3 separate regions of the Mus musculus genome follow, and regions 1 and 3 are each linked to region 2. The links are chromatin contacts, called in public Hi-C and HiCAR-type maps. All regions are on one chromosome and are shown on one strand. The core of a region is the stretch at or near the end of the contact, and the rest is flanking DNA. Distances in the headings are between cores, read along the strand shown. Region 1 has its middle 19 kb from the start of Gm33116. Region 2 has its middle 74 kb from the start of Gadd45g. Region 3 has its middle 33 kb from the start of Gm33041.

What was found. A called contact is a pair of places that touch in the nucleus more often than the background predicts. HiCAR-type assays count read pairs that join an accessible place to other places.
Region 1: a contact with region 2 is called in a Hi-C map of embryonic stem cells, with 2.3 times the contacts expected there. The contact joins two enhancer-like sites. A contact is called at or near these places in 1 of 15 datasets of contacts at CTCF or cohesin (large pre-B cells), 1 of 484 Hi-C or Micro-C datasets (embryonic stem cells), 3 of 115 datasets of contacts at active chromatin or transcription factors (all in embryonic stem cells) and 1 of 9 other capture datasets (embryonic trunk).
Region 3: a HiCAR-type map of embryonic stem cells shows a contact between it and region 2, with 3 times the contacts expected there. The contact joins two enhancer-like sites. A contact is called at or near these places in 4 of 484 Hi-C or Micro-C datasets (bone marrow-derived macrophages, embryonic stem cells and nephron progenitors), 6 of 115 datasets of contacts at active chromatin or transcription factors (differentiating embryonic stem cells, embryonic basal ganglia and embryonic stem cells) and 1 of 9 other capture datasets (embryonic trunk).

What each region holds. Positions count from the first base shown.
Region 1 is chr13:52,250,603-52,254,923 of GRCm38.p6, reverse strand. No RefSeq gene overlaps it. Among named protein-coding and RNA genes, the nearest start is that of Gm33116, 19 kb to the right of the region's middle. Within about 2 kb of position 1,968, at least 6 of the 459 cell types and tissues checked have an H3K27ac peak or open chromatin away from gene starts, as enhancers often do. A contact at or near this core is called in embryonic stem cells, where this site is marked.
Region 2 is chr13:51,918,617-51,922,968 of GRCm38.p6, reverse strand. No RefSeq gene overlaps it. Among named protein-coding and RNA genes, the nearest start is that of Gadd45g, 74 kb to the right of the region's middle. RefSeq lists an enhancer at 837-3,056. Within about 2 kb of position 1,773, at least 74 of the 459 cell types and tissues checked have an H3K27ac peak or open chromatin away from gene starts, as enhancers often do. A contact at or near this core is called in embryonic stem cells, where this site is marked.
Region 3 is chr13:52,187,442-52,191,859 of GRCm38.p6, reverse strand. No RefSeq gene overlaps it. Among named protein-coding and RNA genes, the nearest start is that of Gm33041, 33 kb to the left of the region's middle. Within about 2 kb of position 2,144, at least 64 of the 459 cell types and tissues checked have an H3K27ac peak or open chromatin away from gene starts, as enhancers often do. A contact at or near this core is called in embryonic stem cells, where this site is marked.

The DNA.
Region 1 (4,321 bases), core at 719-3,218, 330 kb before region 2:
TCAAGTAGGCAAAATTAATCACCAAAACCTAACTCTCACTTACTATTTAATTTAGCCCAAAGATGAAAAGCAATATAGTTCCCATTCTTTTTTAATGATTTTTTTACAATATATATATATATATATATATATATATATATATATATATCAAAGGAAGAGAAGAAAGGCTGGATTTCCACAGGAGAAAAATGGAAGATAAGCCGGAACAGAACTTGGTAAGTTACTTGGAACCAAATAACACAAATTCAAGCATATATAGTAGCATCATCAAAAGCCACAGTGTGTTAGGAATTACTTAATTTAAACAGCAGCCACATAGCAAGACTCTGCGTGCCCCTGATTGGATTTGGTCAACATGAGCATCACTAAGCATTGAATCTGAGCATGTTTGACTTTCCGGCTTCCCCTGAATTCATGACAGACCCCTGGGTGCTGTGTTTTCCTACTCCAGGCTTTTGTGATGCATACACATCTTTCAGAGGCTTCCCCTCCAGACAGAAATCCTGGCGACGGAGCATACCAAGACTCATAATTTCAGTTTTCATTCTTAGAGCGCCATCTGCTGACCGTCACTTACAATTTTTTTTTTTCTCAGATGAATTCAGGATCAGGAAAACTGGCAATGGCTGTGCCCTCAGCTTCCATTCGGCAAGGCAATCCGGTAAACGCGCCTTTCAAAGGACCAGATATATGAGTGTTTATGTGCACATGTGAACACCCTGGACATGTATCAAATCACCCCACAATGCTCCATAAAAGCACACACTCAGGTGAATCAGGGCGTTAGGTGGTGTTTTGAGTATGATTCCAGTTAAACGTGAAGTAATCGCTACATGGAAGAGTGGGTTGCTGTGGACGGAGCACACAGTCTACAGTTGTTTTTTTCTTCTTTCTCCTCTGCCATTTCTAGGATGTTTAATAAATACCTTCTGGGATGGGAGAGATGGCTCAGCAGTTAGAGCACCTGCTGCTCTTCCAGAGGGCCCAGGTCCAGCTCCTAGCACCCTCACGGGGTAGCTCACAGCCTCTTGTAATTCGAGTTCCAGGGGATCTATCTTATCTGGTGCCCTCTTCTGACCCATGTCTGCCACTTCACATACATGGTGAGCTTACATCCACTTAGCCAACACAGACACATAAGACAAATAATTATTTTTTTTTAAGAAAAACACCTTCTGTCTTGTAATCAAGTGATCCATACTTCCTGCAAGCACACATTTGAAACATGTGAAAACCCATTGACATACTACGGAGTTTCATTTCAGTGGCCGTGATAAAATACCCTGACAACTTAGAAAAGAAGGAATTTATTTTAGTTCACAATTCCAGGTTACGGCTCATGATTGCTAGGAAGTCAAGGCAATAGGAACTTAAGACAGCTTGTCTCATGACGTCCACAGACGAGGGGAGGAAGAATGGGCACATATATGCAGAACAGTCAGCGAGCTGTCCCTGCAGTTACATAGCCCAGGTCCTAGGGGAATGACGCACAGCCACTTTCAGGCTGGGTCTTCCTACAACAGCTACTTCCTACAAGGGTTAACCAAGCCAACACTCCCCAGACATGCTTGCAGCTCAACCTGATCTAGGCAGTTCTCACGGGGACTCTCCCCAGAAGATGCTAGCCTGTGTCAAACAGACAGGTAAAGCTAACCTGCACGTGGACAGATGACACTGTGTACTTTAGCTCCATCTAGTGGCTGCAGGAGAATATGCAGTTAGAATCTAACCGGTTGTTCTCAAAAGATTTAAAAACTTATGAAAAGAACGTTGGGGGAGAGGAGAGGAGGAGGAAGAAGAAGACGGAAAGAGAAGAGATAAAAGAAGACAAGAAGGTTCGGGAAACATGGAGGAATGGAACATGCGAAATCCTTGAAGCACATTTTATGTGGGGTGAGAGCTGCTTAATTAGATACCGAGTCAATTCTGTCTGTATCTGGTACCACAGTGCATACTCCCCAGCAAGAAGTAGCCATGCAGAGTGGTCATCGGGGCATGGGAAGTACCGCCTACTGCCTCCATCCTGGGCTCTTGCTCAACAAAACTTCTTTTTTTTTTTTAAGATTTATTTATTTATTTATTATATGTAAGTACACTGTAGCTGTCTTCAGACAGAAGAGGGCATCAGATCTCATAACAGATGGTTGTGAGCCACCATGTGGTTGCTGGGATTTGAGCAGTCAGTGCTCTTAACCACTAAGCCATCTCTCCAGCCCTCAGCAAAACTTCTTAAGTAGCCCAGGTCCACCTGCCCAGGGATGGGCACCACCCACACTGAACTGGGACCTCCCTAGCAATCAAGAAAATGCCCCACAGACTTGCCAGTCAGACAGAAACAATTCTTCAAATGAGACTCCCTCTTGGGTGTCAACTTGGTAACCAAGATTAGTCAACACTGTTGCTGCCTTTATAACGCAAATCTCTCTACTTTTGCATTTCACTACCGGGGTGGGAACAGTGATCTAGGCCTTGCTTCCCTTTGGAGAGCCATCTCCTGTCCTTCGGGGCACCCCTCCTCCCTAGTCCTCTAGGCTCTGGGACCTACCATTTGTATTCTAATCGCCTGAGATACCTTCTCACTTCATTGCCTGGCTACCACCACTGGAAAACCTAGAAATGCATATATTTTATAAAGAAATTATGTTACCATATAAATCATAAAAATTCCATAAAAATTGTCCTTCCAGCCCCAGCACAGAGGTAAGTTTATATGATCTAGACACAGTTCTGTTGCTGACAATAAATGCACACTGACTTATCCATGTTTGAGTTGGAGGTTGTGTTGCTACAAAGCCGACTACATATTTTTGGGAAACTTTTTTTTTAAAGGCTTCTTTTATTTATTTCATCTATACAAGGACACTGTAGCTGTCTTCAAACACACCAGAAGAAGGCACTAGATCTCATCACAGATGGTTGTAAGCCACCATGTGGTTGCTGGGAATTGAACTTAGGATCCCTGGAAGAGCAGTCAATGCTCTTAACCGCTGAGCCATCTCTCCAGCCTGGACACTACTTTTCAATTGGTGCCAGATATGGTCTTAAACCTCCGAAAAGAAGCAGCTTCCTTACACCTAAAAAGTTTTGCTTGTAGTTCTAGAAATGAACACCAAGCACAGAATGGGCAAAAAAGAAAAAAAAAAGTGTTCAGAGTAAGGCCAAGAAGAAACACAGGATGCCACATGCCACTGGTGACCCATAGCCAAGCCTGGGGCCACAAGCATGGAGCTGAGAAACCTTCCTCATGAGCAGCTTGGCCATGGGGACAGGGAATGACTGACAGATGACAGTAAGCCAACTGGGAGAGACAAGAACCACATCCAGGAAGGGGTGAAGGAACCCGAAGCATCATAGATGGACCAAGTGCATGATGGGAAAAAACTGGACGGCTTTCCAGGATGATGAAGCTAAGGCATGAAGAAGGCATCACAAGGTTTCTGAGGTCTTATCTCTTCTGTGAAGGGATATATACATGGGACTGGAGTATGGGCTCATACTGGGATTTGCAGTTAATAGAGTTTGCTGCTCTTGCAGAGGACCATATTCTGGGGGTGTCCATATTCCACCCCCAGAACCATGTCTACGGATTCACAAATGCCTGTAACTCCAGGTCCAGAGGACCCTGCCTCTTTTTTTGGCTGCCACAGACACTCAAACACTTGTGCCTTAAATAGGCATACATCCATGTGTGTGCATGTACAAACACACACAAATAAAATTATGAGATATATATCTTACATTTACATAAGATATGTTCCTTACATATCCACAATATATAAGATATATGGTATATAGCCTATATTGTATATATTGTATATAATACATATTATATACATATATATCAGAACTGCGATAAGAGCAGAGGAAGTGGGAGCATGCCCACAGTCTTTCAGTTCACAATTGGCATGACCTCAGACCTATGCTGGACCCAGCATAGCAGATTTGTTATTATTAAAAATAGGTGAAAGACCTCCAGGAGTATGCCAGCATTAGGCCACCTCACTGTCACAGTTAAGAAAATCAGGGGTACTTTGTGACAGATTTCTACTCTTACCAAGGAGAAAACTGGTGACCCTCCCCCCAAATGGACCTGCCCACATGCAGCTTGGTGAGCTTATGGGTTTACAGAAGTTATCTAATGAGAGCATGCACGCATAACTCAAAGCATGCATCACTGAAAGGCTGAAGATTCAGGAAAGCCACATCCTGGGACTGCCTACATAAAGAACAGCCTCAAATGGAACTCAGGACACTTTTATTAAAGTGGAAAAGGAAACCCCCAGAGTGGGTAAAGGGTGGATGTCACAGCTGCCTGATGAAG
Region 2 (4,352 bases), core at 524-3,023:
CATGACAGGTGAACTGGGAACTGGTGAGACCATCGGGCTGGCAGAGCTACCTAGGCCTGCAGGATCCATGATGTCACTCAGAGGGTCCAGAATGGCCACTCACATGCCATGCATCTGGGTGGCTCTTACCTGTTTGTGTGTGTGTGTGTGTGTGTGTGTGTGTGTGTGTGTGTGTTTAAGACTGTTTCAGTCTTAGAAAAAGATTGCAAGAACAGCACAGAGAATTACTGTCTGCCCTTCACCCAGATTTCTCAAGTGTTAACACCTCACCCCTTTGGCCTTCTCTCTCTTCCTCTTCCCCAGTCTCACATTTAAAACAGAAGGAAGGGCAGAGGCTGGAGAGATGGCTTAGCCGTTAAAAGCACTTGCTGAGGACTGAGTTCAGCTTCCAATACCCACATTCGATGGCTCACAATCACCTATAACACTAACTCCAGGGGATCTGATCCTGTCTTCTAGTCTTCTAGCTTCTAGAAGTACCTGCACATACATTCCCAAACACACACACACACACACACACACACACACACACACACATATAATTAAATGAAACAAGATAATCTCTTAAAATGTGGGGTGGGGCACACTGTACTGAACGTGTACAATCTCTGTTTGGCATTATGCCCAATCAATTCTGTACACTAATTTCCATAGTGTTTGCACTGAGCTGGGTACCAAGCATTAACCAGGGATGATTTCATCTGTGGGCAAGGATAAGAGCACCAGTAAGTAGTAGAACCCTTGCCTAGCATGTACAGGGCCCTGAGTTCCTACCCCAGCACCACAGAAAAATCAATTATCTAATTAATTGATTAAAATAAAATATATGGAAAGCTATGCACAGAGACACGCAGATATCATTTTATATAGAGGTGGACTTGGGTATGTGAGAGGATCCTTGAGTGATCATGGGCGGGAGATGGCCACATAGTGAGGTATGTCTCTCCCCGCCCCCCCCCCTCCACCTGAGCTGAGAAGCAATTAGAGGCCCACAGGTTATACCCTTTCTCTTAAGTTCTTGCAAGTATTTATTGAGACACCCACAGCCATAGAGACCTGGATGCTGACACAGTGCCCACCACCTCCAACCTTCGTGTCTTGCTCAGATTTCACCGTCAAAGGAGCAGGGATATTGTGAGCAGAGCCATTAGGTTGCCTCTATCTATCTAGTGCATTCCCTAGCCCCTCTGTCTTCCAGGATCTTGGCATCTTGGGGAGCACAGGCTAAGTGAGTTTGGCATCTCTGTTCTAAAGGTCAGTGCCAGCCCATGCCTTTGGACAAGGATGCTCTCAGAGGCAAAGCTCGGGGCACGTGCAAACCCAAGCTTCCGCTGCCAGGCACCTCTGCTTCAGACTCCAATGACCCTTGACCTCAGACTCCAATGGGGTCTAGCCAGGGCTGTCTCTCCAACAGGTTAATCTCAGCTCTCCACAGTGGCCAGGGGGGGGGGGGAGTCTGACATGCTCAGCCATTGTGGGGTGGGGGGAGGAAGGAGGGAGGAGAGTCTGACATGCTCGGCCATTCAGACAGAGTGCTCTGTCCAGGTGAAACTACAGGATGCTCCAAAGCTGGCTGCCTCCTGCTGGCAGGCACCTGGTTTCTTCAAGGTCATGAAATCTATTTGCTTTAGCCCAGGGCATCAGTTAATAGCCACACTGGGGCCATGCTTGAACTGCCCACTTGGAAGTCAGGGGCAACCACCACCTCTGCGGAGTGTGGCAGTGGAGCTTGGCTCCTGCACCCCAGTGTGGCCATGATTGTTATGTAAACACAGAGCCCAGCTCCGGGGTGGCTCGCCCATCTGCTCCTCCGCACACTCTTTCTGCACTAATCATGTTCCACCCTCTTAGGTGAAAACTTGGAAAACGGACAGGGCTCTCAATCTCCTTTTCATTTCTAAAAGGGGCCATTTCAGCTAAGCCTGCCTCCCCATTCTTCTCCAGGGTTTGTGTTTGTGAAAAGACCCGTCTCAAATTTCTGGAGCAGGAGCAGCTGCTCCAGGCCTCTTTTCACTGGGCCCTGTCTCCCCCAACCTCGCCCCTCCCGCTCCCCTCCTTTTGTCTCTGTCAAAGCCAGCCCCCCACCCCCATCCTGACCCCTAGCCAACTCAGAGCCTTCTCCTTTGTCAGCCTCCCAGACGAGTTTCACCCTAAATCAAGCATTGTTTGGGCTCCTGGGGCCAGCACGTGCCCCACACCCCCTAATCTTTTAATTTCACCCCAGGAGAAGGCAGCTGTTACTGATATACGCAGTGCACAGCTGTTGGCTGGGCCTGCTGCTGACTCCTGGAACAATGAAAAGAAGTTCAAGCTGTCAGGACAGAAGCTTCCCTTCCCCCGCCCCTTCTTCTCCTTCTCCTTCTCCTTCTTCTCGTTCTTCCTCCTCCATCAACAGCTGGAAGCACATGCTATGAAATGGCGCCCTACAGCCACAGTGCGTGCCCCTCCTAAAAGTCAGGTTTTGTGTGTGCCCAATCATGAACGTCACCGCACCCTTCTCGGTTTACATTCGTGCTCACTTCAGAAGCAATCTCTCCGCTTCAAAGATCCCTGGCATGTGGCACATGCTACCACAGTGTTCATTGGATAAATTACAGGGTGAGTTCCATATGAGCCGAAGAGACCCCACACTGGCTCTGGGCACCAGTGTGTGCCCACCTGGGGTTCCTGGAGCCTGAGACACTGGGGTGTGAAGGCGACAGGATTGCTGGAGGAATGGAAGGCTTCCTAGGAGCCTGCAGAAAGTCTGGAGACATCTAAGAGTTCCGCAGGGCGTGAATAACCAGAACTCAAGGGAATGCCCTAGAAACACACATTAGGCAGGTCAGGGTCAAGGTTAGCCTAGCTTGGGAGAAAGGAGGCTGAGGCATGATGGGGCTGAGTGTACCTGCCAGGCTGGGAGAACTTGATTATAATACTTCCCCCACCCTAGTCCTCCCACCTGCACCCCAACAATCCTGGGGCACAAAGATTTGGGAGACCAGTGTTACACTGTGTAGCAAGAGGCTCACCCAGAGTGGTAAGTCACCTTTTCATGGCCAAGACACCTTCAACCTGGGAATCCCTGGCCAGGGAGGCTGCCCAGCAAACTGCTCTGGGTCGTCTTGCAAGAGTGCTGGAAGGTTGGTTCGCTGTCTACAGGGATCAGCGCAGCCACCGGGCTCAGCAATACAGCCAGAGTGGCATGGCAAACTGTAGTTTTGACTGCAATAAATGTTCATGCCCTGGGGTGGCTCAGGGCTACCGTATAGGATTTAACTATTGATTTAACTATTCCTAAAACAACCAGCACGTGCAGAATCTTAAGGTTCCCAGGGCGGCTCTGATGAGCAGCTAAGTCAGGCTCCCCTGCTGAGACTTCCCGTCCTACATCTGGGTTCCATTGTGCATTCGGAAGCATCTGGGTCATTCAACTCCAGTCTCCTAAATACAAAAGACTTTGTGACAGTGTTTGCATGTAGTCCCGGCTGCCCCCCAAACTCGTTATGTAGTCTAAAATGACCTTGAACTTATCTTTCTGCCTCCACCAAACATCTTGGGATTAAGGGACGCACCACCACATCCAGTTTATGTGGTGCTGGTGAGAGAACCCAGGGCTTTGTAAATGATAGGCAAGCACTGGGCCCACTGAGCCGCGACGTCCTCAGTCTCTTTTCAATACACCTCTCCAGTCTTCCTGAGAGGCAGGCTGCACTGAGGCCCCGCCTCGACATCTGTCCCTCTCTTCTGCCTGTCATTGCTGGGGCTCAGGGCTGTCATTGCCCAGAGGTGATTCGTGCAACCACAGGTTGATACAGGGCTTCTTTCTACTCACTTTATCTCACCTGGCGAGCAATTGAAAGATTCTGGAGGAAACCCGATGCTCAGATGCTCAGCAGAGCATATGGTGAGGCCCACACCTGCCCGGTGGAGCACCTGCTGGGCCTCCAAAGGGTGTGGGGCTGGTGCCCCAGGCCACAGGCAGAGCGTCCGATTAATTTGCATGCTGGGCGCCTGCCACGTGCCTGGACTTTGGGCAGATCTGACACGGCATGTCATTGCTTTGAAGATCTGCAAAGCTGAAGAAAGCTGTGGCCCAGACAACAAAGCCGCAGCCAGTCTGGGACACATGCTGTGCCCCCCCCCCAAAAAAAAGGGGAGCAGGCAGGCGCAAACCCTGGAGACCCACTGCCAGCAGACTGTACTGCAGCAGTCAGGACCCTGCGGAGGCCAGAGCTCAGCTGTCCAGCAACCTAAACAAGCCAGGGTGACCCAGAGAAGCTTAGCTCAGGGACAGCTTCATGGGAATCTAGATCCCTTCGTTTTTTTGTTCATTTTAGATAGATAATCGCTGTGTTCTTCCTCCATTTCTT
Region 3 (4,418 bases), core at 895-3,394, 270 kb before region 2:
GGGACTGGAATCTCATAAACTTCATTTCTCTCCAGTCTCTCTTGCTTCTTATTGTGGATCTTGTGCTCTTTATTCTTACAGATCTGTATATTAAGTCTAGCTTCTGACTTCTTAAGTTAAAGCACCCTTTATTACTGAAGACAGGCACTTACTATTCCTGCAAAATACCTGGAATGGACCCTCAGCAGGAAGGCACCCTCCAGAGATGAGTGTCTTTAGCTGCTCTCACAGGTAAGCATCTAAAGGAAGGATGCTGTACACTTCCTTATGTGAGCCGCCATCTAGGATAGCTGCCTCCCACTGGGCTTTCTGGGAGCCCACACGCACACGCACACACAAACACCAGCTCCTGCTGCTACAGTTACAGGCAGTGTGGTGGACTTTAGTCAGGGTTTCACTCTGACCTTCACCAGGCTGCATGCATGGTTGAATTGGAAAGGGACTGATAGAGATTTCTAAGAAAACCAAAGAGCCACTCACGCCGTTCTGTGAGTTCATAATTCTCAAGGACGGCTCCAGTGAAGCCTTCCTCTCGGTGACTTAGGAAAAGCTTATCAAATGCCACTCCCTGGAAGCACTCTTAAAATGCACAGGTTGTTCTTGGAGAGTAGTAGGCCAGAGCTGACCTTCAGTTAGCCAAGGGCATGAAGGGAAGGACCAGCTGGACTATGATATCATATTAACCCTCTTTGTGTTCAGTAACCTCGTCAGATACAAACCTGCCTCTGCACACTGTAAAATCTCTAGCATTGAGTAGTTACTAACTGCCTGGCTCATTTCAACCTGCCGCTTGATGGCTCAGTTAAAACCATCACAGATGCATATGTGCGCAGGGGAGATCAAGGAGTAGTTTGAGACAGGACCGGATGCATCCCAGGCTAGTCCTGATCTCAAGATGTTGACGATAACCTTGAACTCCTGATCCTACCGCGCCCCCCCCCCCACTTCCTGAGTGCCGGGATGGGCAGTCACCCCCTTTGCCCAGTTTTCTATTGTTTATTTTAAAGGGATTTCAAAAGGTTTGGGGGTTTAGAGTCTAAGGGGAATACTGAAGTAGATTGCTATTTGAATAAGAGATGTATTAAAAGATTATTAATGCCATGGATGGTCAGACAGACAGCATCCTGGGCAGGGACTCAGAGGACAAAGCAAGTCTAAGTGGTGGGGAGAGAGTAACTTCTTATACCTTTTAAAGTCAGGGAAGGTTCTGTGCCACATGATTAATGGACAGTCCATAGTACTCTCTTACAGTCTGGCTGTCTCTACTTCCTGTGAGCCCGGAGCCTTCGTGCAGAATCAGCAGCTACAAGGGCGTGGAGAACAATAATCTAGAAAAACGAGTTAATGGAGGTACTTCACGTGTCGTGTGGCCCTGGCTGACATCTAAGACACAATGGAGTGAGTGGAGAGTCAGGTCTAAAACGTCTGACTCATGAGCCTCTAGGCTGTGTGACCTTGGCCAAGTCACTTTCCTTCTCAGAGGAGGGTCACCAGCAAGTAAGCACACAGCTCCCGTGCCAGGCTGACCCGGTGGAACAGGGAAGGAGGACATGTTTTGCTATCAGTCCTGGTTATAATGCTGTCTGACAGGATGAATTAACAATAGTGTTTTAAACAGACTACACCTAACTCCAACCCTCAACTGCTGACCTCGGAGACCAAGACAGATGAGTGACAGTATCTGTCCTGTTATGGATCAATAAAACCAAAACCAAATCTATGCAGGGCCAAGAGCTAGGCACCCTCCTCTCAGAGCATCTGACCTGGCGACATCAGCCAATCCCTTCCTTTTACAAGGGCAAGACCTTCAGGGGTCACACTTGACATTCCAAAGTGGAATAGCAGTCACTTATCTGTACCATGTCACTAGAGCTGTGTGGGTCAGAGCCTACACCCTGGCAGCTACAAGGCAGGCTCAACCACCCGACCTGTCGTACCAGTCAAAGAGAGTAGTAATAGTGAAAGGCAGAGAAGCGGGGCGGGGGGTTCATATGATCCTGTCAGGAAGAAGGAAGAAGTTACCCCCAGTCTATCGCCAGAGTCTCGACAGGAAGCTTAGGCTTAAATAGAATGCAAGAGGCATGCATAGCTAAGCAGTCAGGTCAGGGTGTGGTCCTGCCCAGGATCAGCCCATCCCTGACACAGCTCCAGTTAGTTCAGTCCTTCCTCAAAGTGTTCTGGCGAGAGATCAGAACTGTGGGACGTCTCTTCCTGGGAGGCAAGGCAAGTTCCTCCTCTAATCAACACCAAGCTTCAACCTTTTTTTTTTTTTTTTTTTTTTTTTTTTTTTTTTGCCTCAGCATGGGATTCCCAGGAAAAGTCCAGCGGTTGGAGCAAGCTTCAACCTGTTTCAATAGTCTGATAGTACAGGCATTTCTTCCTAGAGTACCCCCTGCCTGATGGAACAGTTACAATTGTGCACTGTTCAGACTGCGTGCGTGCATCCCTGAGGTCACCGAGACTGGAGCCTGAACAGCACCATCCCATTTAAAAATGCATTTTCCAAGCGAATCACCTTTCAAATGACTTGCTTTACAAACCTTGACTATGCCATTTCGGGAAGATCCAGGCCCAGGGTCTGGATGAGTAGCTGCTGAATAAGTTTCTTTGCAAATGCCTGTTTGCACGTGCACGGTGGACAGATGTTATCAATGGCTGATCTGGGTCAGTGGTGTCTTTTGTTCCTGGGATTTGGAGGCTTCTGGGAGGCTAGAACTCAGAACACGTAGGGCTGGAGGGCTCATGTTATAAATGATTCAGCTGAAAATAGATTAGTCTGTTTCTCGTTGCTATACCAAAAATTTGAGGCTTGCAACTATATAAGGAAAAAAAGGGCACTTACTTGGCTTTTGGTTCTGGTGCTCAAGTATGTGGCCCTGGTGTCTGCTTGGCTCTGGTGAGAGATTTCTGGCTCCACCTCAACATGATAAGGAAGATGGGACAAGAGGGAATGATCACATGACCAGACAGAAAGCCAGAGGGATGCAAAAGTCAGCTTCCTCTTCACAGTAATTTGTCCCCATGACAACTAATGAGTCTTGAGGGACATACAATTCTTTCAGAGGGAAGAGCCATCATGAATGTTACTCAACAGGGTTAGTAGTTGTGACATCATTAGTCATGGCTGCCCCTCTTAAAGGTCCCACAGTCTCAATTCCACCGCACTTGGCACCAGGTTCCCACCACATGAATCTTGGTGTAATCATTCAAACCACATGAAAGCTATGGTAATCATGACTGAGCAACCCGGCAATCTGGAAGGATCCAGGTTCTGTTTGCTGGCCTTCCCTGAGGTCTATGGTCAGAGTAAAGCTGATATTTGAGTGCTTAAAAGAGAAACAGAGACAAGAAAAGTCTTGGAGGGCTGTGTCACCTCAACAGGACATGACAACTGTGACAGGCAGGAGCAGAGCTGGCAGGATTGTCCCCATTGTCCAGGCAGTGTACAGCTGGCCTTATGTCAATAGCTAAGCCTTCCTACACAGAACAGAGTCCAAGGGGTGCTGTCGTCATATGGACTTGGCTGCTGAAGCTGGTGGAGAGATTGGGGATTAGCTGCTGGGTAATCCAGGCTTCTCATTCCACCTACAGGGAGAAATGGACCCCTGCACTCACAGACATGTAGAACTGCTTGGAATATAGTTCCTCAGAACTGCGTTGAGGCCACCTCATCGGCGGCATAACGCTAAGGTCCCACGGGGAAAGTGACCTATAGACTGAAGCGTAGAGTCTGTGTCCAAGTGAGCAAAGACAGCCTCTGTGAGTGCTGGAAGACAGAGAGCTGGAATGTGGAACGGGGCAGGCCAGCTGGGGGCATGATGTGGCCAGTAAGCCAACCTCAGGGAGGGAAGCCAGATCCTGGCAAGGCAACAGGCCCAGCATGGTCTCAGTGCCCTCAGCTCAAGGCAAAAAAGTCCCAGAGGAGAACTAGGATGCCCAGCTTCAGATGGAGCCCCTGATGTCTTTGTTGGGGGTAAGTAGTGGGTAAGGATTCTTGATATAAATTATATTTTATTGGGAAATTTTTTTTCTTTGCTTTCCTGACAAAACACTCATCAACAATAATAACTAAACTCCATTGTCATCTTTTAGACGGGAGATTCCTTTAATGCTTCTATCAATTGAACTGCATCCCTGGCCTTTAAAGTGATGTTTATTTGTTATTATGTGTATGTCAGGGCATAATACATAATACATCTGTGCATGTCCCCTTGGAGGCCAGAAGAGGACATGGGATCCCTTGAAGCTGGAGTCGAATAGAGTGATACAAAGTTGTCAGCCACCCGACGTGGGTACTGGGAATCTGACTCAGGTCTTCTGCAAAAGCATACATAGTCATAAGGGCTGAGACATCTCTTTAGTCCCGCCTTCCCTCTAGGTTATTTTTAAGCCAGTAATGTTGAGTGGCTCCTCCTGCA